2 separate regions of the Mus musculus genome follow, and region 1 is linked to region 2. The links are chromatin contacts, called in public promoter capture Hi-C maps. All regions are on one chromosome and are shown on one strand. The core of a region is the stretch at or near the end of the contact, and the rest is flanking DNA. Distances in the headings are between cores, read along the strand shown. Region 1 holds the start of Trp53bp1 (transformation related protein 53 binding protein 1). Region 2 holds the start of Stard9 (START domain containing 9).

What was found. Promoter capture Hi-C pulls out the DNA fragments that hold promoters and counts their contacts.
Region 1: a contact with region 2 is called in a promoter capture Hi-C map of liver, with 2.4 times the contacts expected there. The contact joins the promoter of Trp53bp1 here to the promoter of Stard9 in region 2. A contact is called at or near these places in 3 of 39 promoter capture datasets (liver and pre-B cells).

The regions. Positions count from the first base shown.
Region 1 is chr2:121,270,036-121,272,735 of GRCm38.p6, reverse strand. Trp53bp1 (transformation related protein 53 binding protein 1) reads left to right here and starts at 1,329. Exons shown (of 28, transcript NM_013735.4): 1 at 1,329-1,464; 2 at 2,028-2,212; 3 at 2,427-2,517. The coding sequence starts at 1,458.
Region 2 is chr2:120,627,792-120,630,491 of GRCm38.p6, reverse strand. It overlaps Stard9 (START domain containing 9), which reads right to left and starts at 1,371. Exons shown (of 33, transcript NM_001370940.1): 1 at 1,222-1,371. The coding sequence starts at 1,268.

The DNA of each region.
Region 1 (2,700 bases), core at 80-2,579, 640 kb before region 2:
TGATTGCATTGATTTGATGTCTAGTACTCAGTAGAGAAACTCAGGAGTCAATCATGAATGATTTTAGGATTAAGAGGTAAGATGTGTCTCTGTGATTTGGGTCATTTTTGCTCTACTTGTAAAACATTCTAGGATTGGAATTTTAGTTATAACAATAGATCCTAAAATTTTCAGAGCGATTTCGTTTAAGCTGATCCTTTTGTTCCCACAAGTAATGCGTATGAAGACAACATGCTTTGATTTTTGGGTTAGGAGAATATGATCACTGTAATTTATAGCAGCAGAGAGGAGATTGGCTGGTAGGATGCTCCTCTCTAAGCTTGGCTTATTTCAAGTGCTAAACTGGGCATTTATAGAAGTTGAGAATCATGTATGGGCTGTGCCTAAATAATTCTGAGTCTGGAGTAGAGAAAACCGCCTCCATTTTAATGCCTTCTATGTATATTCTTGGCACTGTGCTAGGTGCTTTCCCTCCTGACAGCTGCTTGGTTAGAATTCTAGCCCAGATCCAACGGCTCTTTAAATTAAAATGACAGTGAAACCACATATGTATCTTGAGCTCAGTTCATTAATAGTTGTCACAGCTGCCACACCCTTTATAAGACCCTGACACCATGATTAGGATAATTAAATCTCTGGGCCTGGATCCTTTAGGTCATTGAGTTAGTAGGGGTGACAGCTGTTCTCTTTGCTTCTAGTTTGAGGATTACAATGCTCAGTTCGTTCAATGGGAGGTGCAAAGCGTCTGGGGCTGCTGCAATTCCCTAAAAGAAAGGGCAGAGAGAGACAAATAGGGAAGCTTGAAAGGGAGTGGGAACACGAAGACAATATAAAACAACAAAATCAAAACTGCCAGAGACATAGAGTGGGAAAACGGAAGCCTTTAAATTCAGGCAGAGGTCTACAAATGGGATCCTGATCGACACTGGCAAACCCCACAGAGGCTTCTCTTCCATTTCACCATTTCAGAAGTACTAGCTCTCCTCAATTCTCCTCCTCTTTGCCCTTTCTTTGAAAATCCAGGAGACTCTCCTTTTCCACGGAAGTCAGTGAAGGGGCCGAAGCCCTCAAGTGTGAGTAGTGAGTACCCCCGTCCTTCAGGCAGGGGTTTTTATTTCATGCCCTCTTAATGTCCCTTCGGTTCAAGGATACTGTCATGCTGGCTGTATTAGGGGGAGGGCCTGCGACGTCCATGCTACCATGGAAACACGCCGCCGTGTTCCTTTTCTTACGCTGGGGGCGGGCACTTCACCTCAGCCACCTATCATCCATAGGATTTCCTGAGTGGCAGACAACAGCAGCGAATGGGCGATCCGATATTGCGTGACGTGACGGGAAAAGGGGGAGCTCGCGGCCAGTGGCGGCGGTGGCGACAGTGGCGACCTGGGGATCGACCTGGAGGGGCCTGGGCAGCGTGCAGAAACCTCTAGATCCAGCGCGAGGCACCTCTCGCCGGGATGCCAGGTAGTGCTGCGAGCGGAGCCGAGCTAGCGGGCCGCAGAGGCCCGGGTGGCGGGCTTGAAGGGCTGGCCGCCTGGAGGGGGCGGGGTGGCAAGCATGGCGGCGGTGACGGGGACGGGGTTGGAGGGCCGGGGAGGGGGTGGGGAGGCAGCCGCCGCGGTGGTCCTGAGGCCGCATGAGGGCCGTGGGCTTCCCGCCCGCCGGGGTTGCGAAGAGGTCTTCCCGGGGCTCAGTGGCGTCAGAACGCGGGGAGAGTTGTGTGGGGGATGGAAAGGGGCGGGGAGAAGAGGTGAGGAAGGAAGCGTGTCTGAGGGAAGGTGAAGAGAAAGGAGGGAGGGAGGGGGAGATCGAAGGATCCAGAGGCGCGGTGGTAAATAACGGAGAAATGAGGGCTGGGGAGATGGCTGAGAAAGTGCTAAGAGCGATTGCAAATGTGGGCTACTGGGTAGCCCTAGAATGGTCCCTTTCTCGATCTCACACTTCCGCCCCTTTATTTAGTCTCAGATTGTGTGTGGAAAGCTCAATAGGGTTACTCTTCGAACTGATCTTTTGTTATTCCATTCCAGGGGAGCAGATGGACCCTACTGGAAGTCAATTGGATTCAGATTTCTCTCAGCAAGACACTCCTTGCCTGATAATAGAAGATTCTCAGCCTGAAAGCCAGGTTCTGGAAGAAGATGCAGGCTCTCACTTCAGCGTGCTATCTCGACACCTTCCTAATCTGCAGATGCACAAAGAGAACCCCGTGTTGGTGAGTGAGTGATGATGCCCTGTTCAAGTTATTATTTTTTTCTGACCCCCCTACACCAAACTAACCCAGAAAATTAACGTGTTTAGTTGATTGTTAGCTTTTGGATAAAGTTGGTGGGGAACGAAAAATGAAATCAACGTGTTCTCACCCACAGAAAGGTCCCTGTTGTACTACTTTGTGTACTGTGAGGATCTTATGTGCTCATGTTTTCTAGGATATTGTATCAAATCCGGAACAATCTGCTGTAGAACAAGGAGACAGTAATAGCTCATTCAATGAACATCTGAAAGAAAAGAAAGCTTCAGGTGAGCAGTTGAAGGCTTGGCTCTCTGCAGTGTTTAAGGTCCTGTGGGGGCAGAACGATTTAAACATGCAGTTGAGATTATGTGTAAGGAAGCCTAGTTTGTTATCTAGTGTTCAGTAAGCCTTTGGATACCCGTGATTAGTTTGGTGTTGCCTCCATTTCTCAATTTGTATTAAAATTTGAT
Region 2 (2,700 bases), core at 122-2,621:
TGGAAAGGACCTCCTCCTAGACAGCAGCTACTCCCAGGAGGCCCCCAGCCCTGAGTCACCACAGGCAGTGATATAAAGCCAGATGTTTAAAAAGTCATTTACCAATCAAAACACAGCAATTTGGGGTACACTCTTTTGTGTTCCTCCTATCTCACTGCTCTCATTCGGTCTAAACTTTTAAAAGCAGATGGCCTCTAAAAGGACAAACCTAACCCATACAGAACCATTTTCGTCATAGGAGACAATGCCCTTTTTGACCTCTGTTCCCATTTACCAAGGTATCTTGTGTACTGGACAGTTAAAAAAAACCTGCTAATTCCAATACATGTCATCTGGTCTAGACCCACACTCTGCCAGTTTTATCACCCATCACTCTTCCGCTTCAACCCAAGCAGGTGTCCAAGGCTTCCATCTACACCCTAAGAGCAGAGATTTGCTCTTTCTTCCTGTTCTTGGAGGACTCTGCACTTCTTCTCCTTACTTGTCAGAAAACTCAAAGATCATTCACAACAGCTCTTTGACACCAACTTTTGTGCAAAGCATTCTCTGACTTCCCAAGTGAGAGGAAAAGAGGATGAAGTGTGCAGCTTCACACTGGATGCCTCAAGGGCTGAGGGGTGCAGAATCAGGCTCCTACACAAGGAACTAGCTAGCATGGAGGACACCAAGAAGAGATGTCTGGAGAAACTTCCCCTATGTCACAGTTCAGTCTTTAAATCACACCAACTACTGAGCACAGGTTGAGAGTGTACTTTCTCTGGGCCTTTATTTTCCTTCCATATCCTGATAATTCTTTTTCCTATGTCCTCTTGGAGCAATCCCATGTGTATATACGGACACAACAGCCTCCAGTCCTCACTTGGGTACTCCCAGAACACCAAAAGTAGTGGAGTCTGCCCATCCTTTTGTACTTCCTCACGTCATGCTCCGTGAGAAAGGCCCTACTACGTGCACCAAGACCCAAGCCAGGGTCCCTAGAAACTAGTTGGCAGGTCACCAAGGACATGCACACAGGGCAGCGACTCCTGGAGCCACACAAGAACTGCTATCTCCTAGGACGCGAAGCCCTGTCCCTCCAGGCCTTCTGGACCCTGAGCCTCCATGACAATCTGTGTCTGATTTTTTTTTTTTCTCCACGCCAGTCCACCCTGAGGAAGGCAGGGACCTCGCACTCCTCTCAGCTCACTTGACCCCTCAGGCGCCCCCTCCTGACAGACTCACCGCTTGCTGAGAGGCCGGACCCTCACGGCCACCTGCACATTCGCCATCCCTCCGCCACAACCCAAGACCCACACAGCGGTCCGGCGGAAGCATCCCTGGCCGGCGTCCAGCGAACAGACCCAGCCACAGGCACTGCAAGAGCCACAGACTGCCCCGCCCGTCCCACGCGCCTCCCGACCGCAGCCCAAGCCTCGCCCTAGGGGGCGGGGCCCACTAGGTATCAACCAATCCTGAGACAGATGGGGGTGGGCCTCCTTGCCTTGCTCCACCCTCTCACTTCTCTGGACGCTCCCGCCCGAGTGCAAGGAAACGCCAGACAGGGGCGGGGCCTGCGGAGCCTTAGCCAATCCTGAGGCAGGTGGGCTGAGCAACCTGGTCTCGTTCTACCCCTCGCACCGCTGACTGTCCTACGCAAGCTGTAGTATCTCTTTTGTTCTAAAATCTGGTGACTGAATTTCTGGTTAATACTTGAAAGTTCATGAAGGAAATTAGTAATTTTATTTTTTACCCTATTGGTCTGCTATGTCAAAACTGCGGCTAAATTTTAAGGTCAAAAATAAAGTGGAGCCTATCGTAGAGGCTGAGGCAAGAATATTTTGAATTCAAGGTTAGCCTACATGGTGAGTTGAAGTCAGCCTGGAGTTCAGCGTGAAGTCCCGTCTCAAAACAACAACAATGAAATGAGAAAAACAAATGATTTTGTAATTCTAAGGTGCGTTTAAATGAAGAGGCTTGGGGCTGGTGAGATGGCTCAGTGAGTAAGAGCACCCGACTGCTCTTTCGAAGGTCTGGAGTTCAAATCCCAGCAACTACATGGTGGCTCACAACCATCCGTAACAAGATCTGACTCCTTCTTCTGGAGTGTCTGAAGACAGCTACAGTGTACTTACATATAATAAATAAATAAATCTTAAAAAAAAAAAAAAAAAAGGTGTGGGCTGTCATGCCCAGCCTAAAAAAAAAAAAAAAAAAAAATGAAGAGGCTTTTTTTTTCTTCTTTCTTTCTTTTTTTTTTTTCCTAACTTACTGACAAATTTCTCTCGGTTGCCCTGTAACTTCACTACCACCCTAAGCAGTATTTATAGTACATACAGAGCAAATGCTGTCTGATCAGAGCTGGTTTATTCAAATAAGAAATAGCTATTTATAGCTGTAAAGCCTGAAGCCCAGCTCTGAGACCTGGGGTGCTGATGAACACTTAACAATTCCAACACTGGGGAGTTCCAAGACCTCCACACAGGAAGCTCCCATGTCTCACAACAGCAAAAACAGAAACAAGGGTCCGTTTCTGATGGTGACAAATTTGTGTCCACTGAAGACTACTAAATCGTCAAACATCATGATTAGAGAGAGGTGGGGTAGGGTTAGCCATTGTATTATTAATATTAGGGTTAGAGTTTATATAAGCTGGAGAGTGGTTCTGCAAGCCTTTATTTAATCTTAGCAATTGGGAGGCAGAGGCGGGTGGATCTCTGTGAG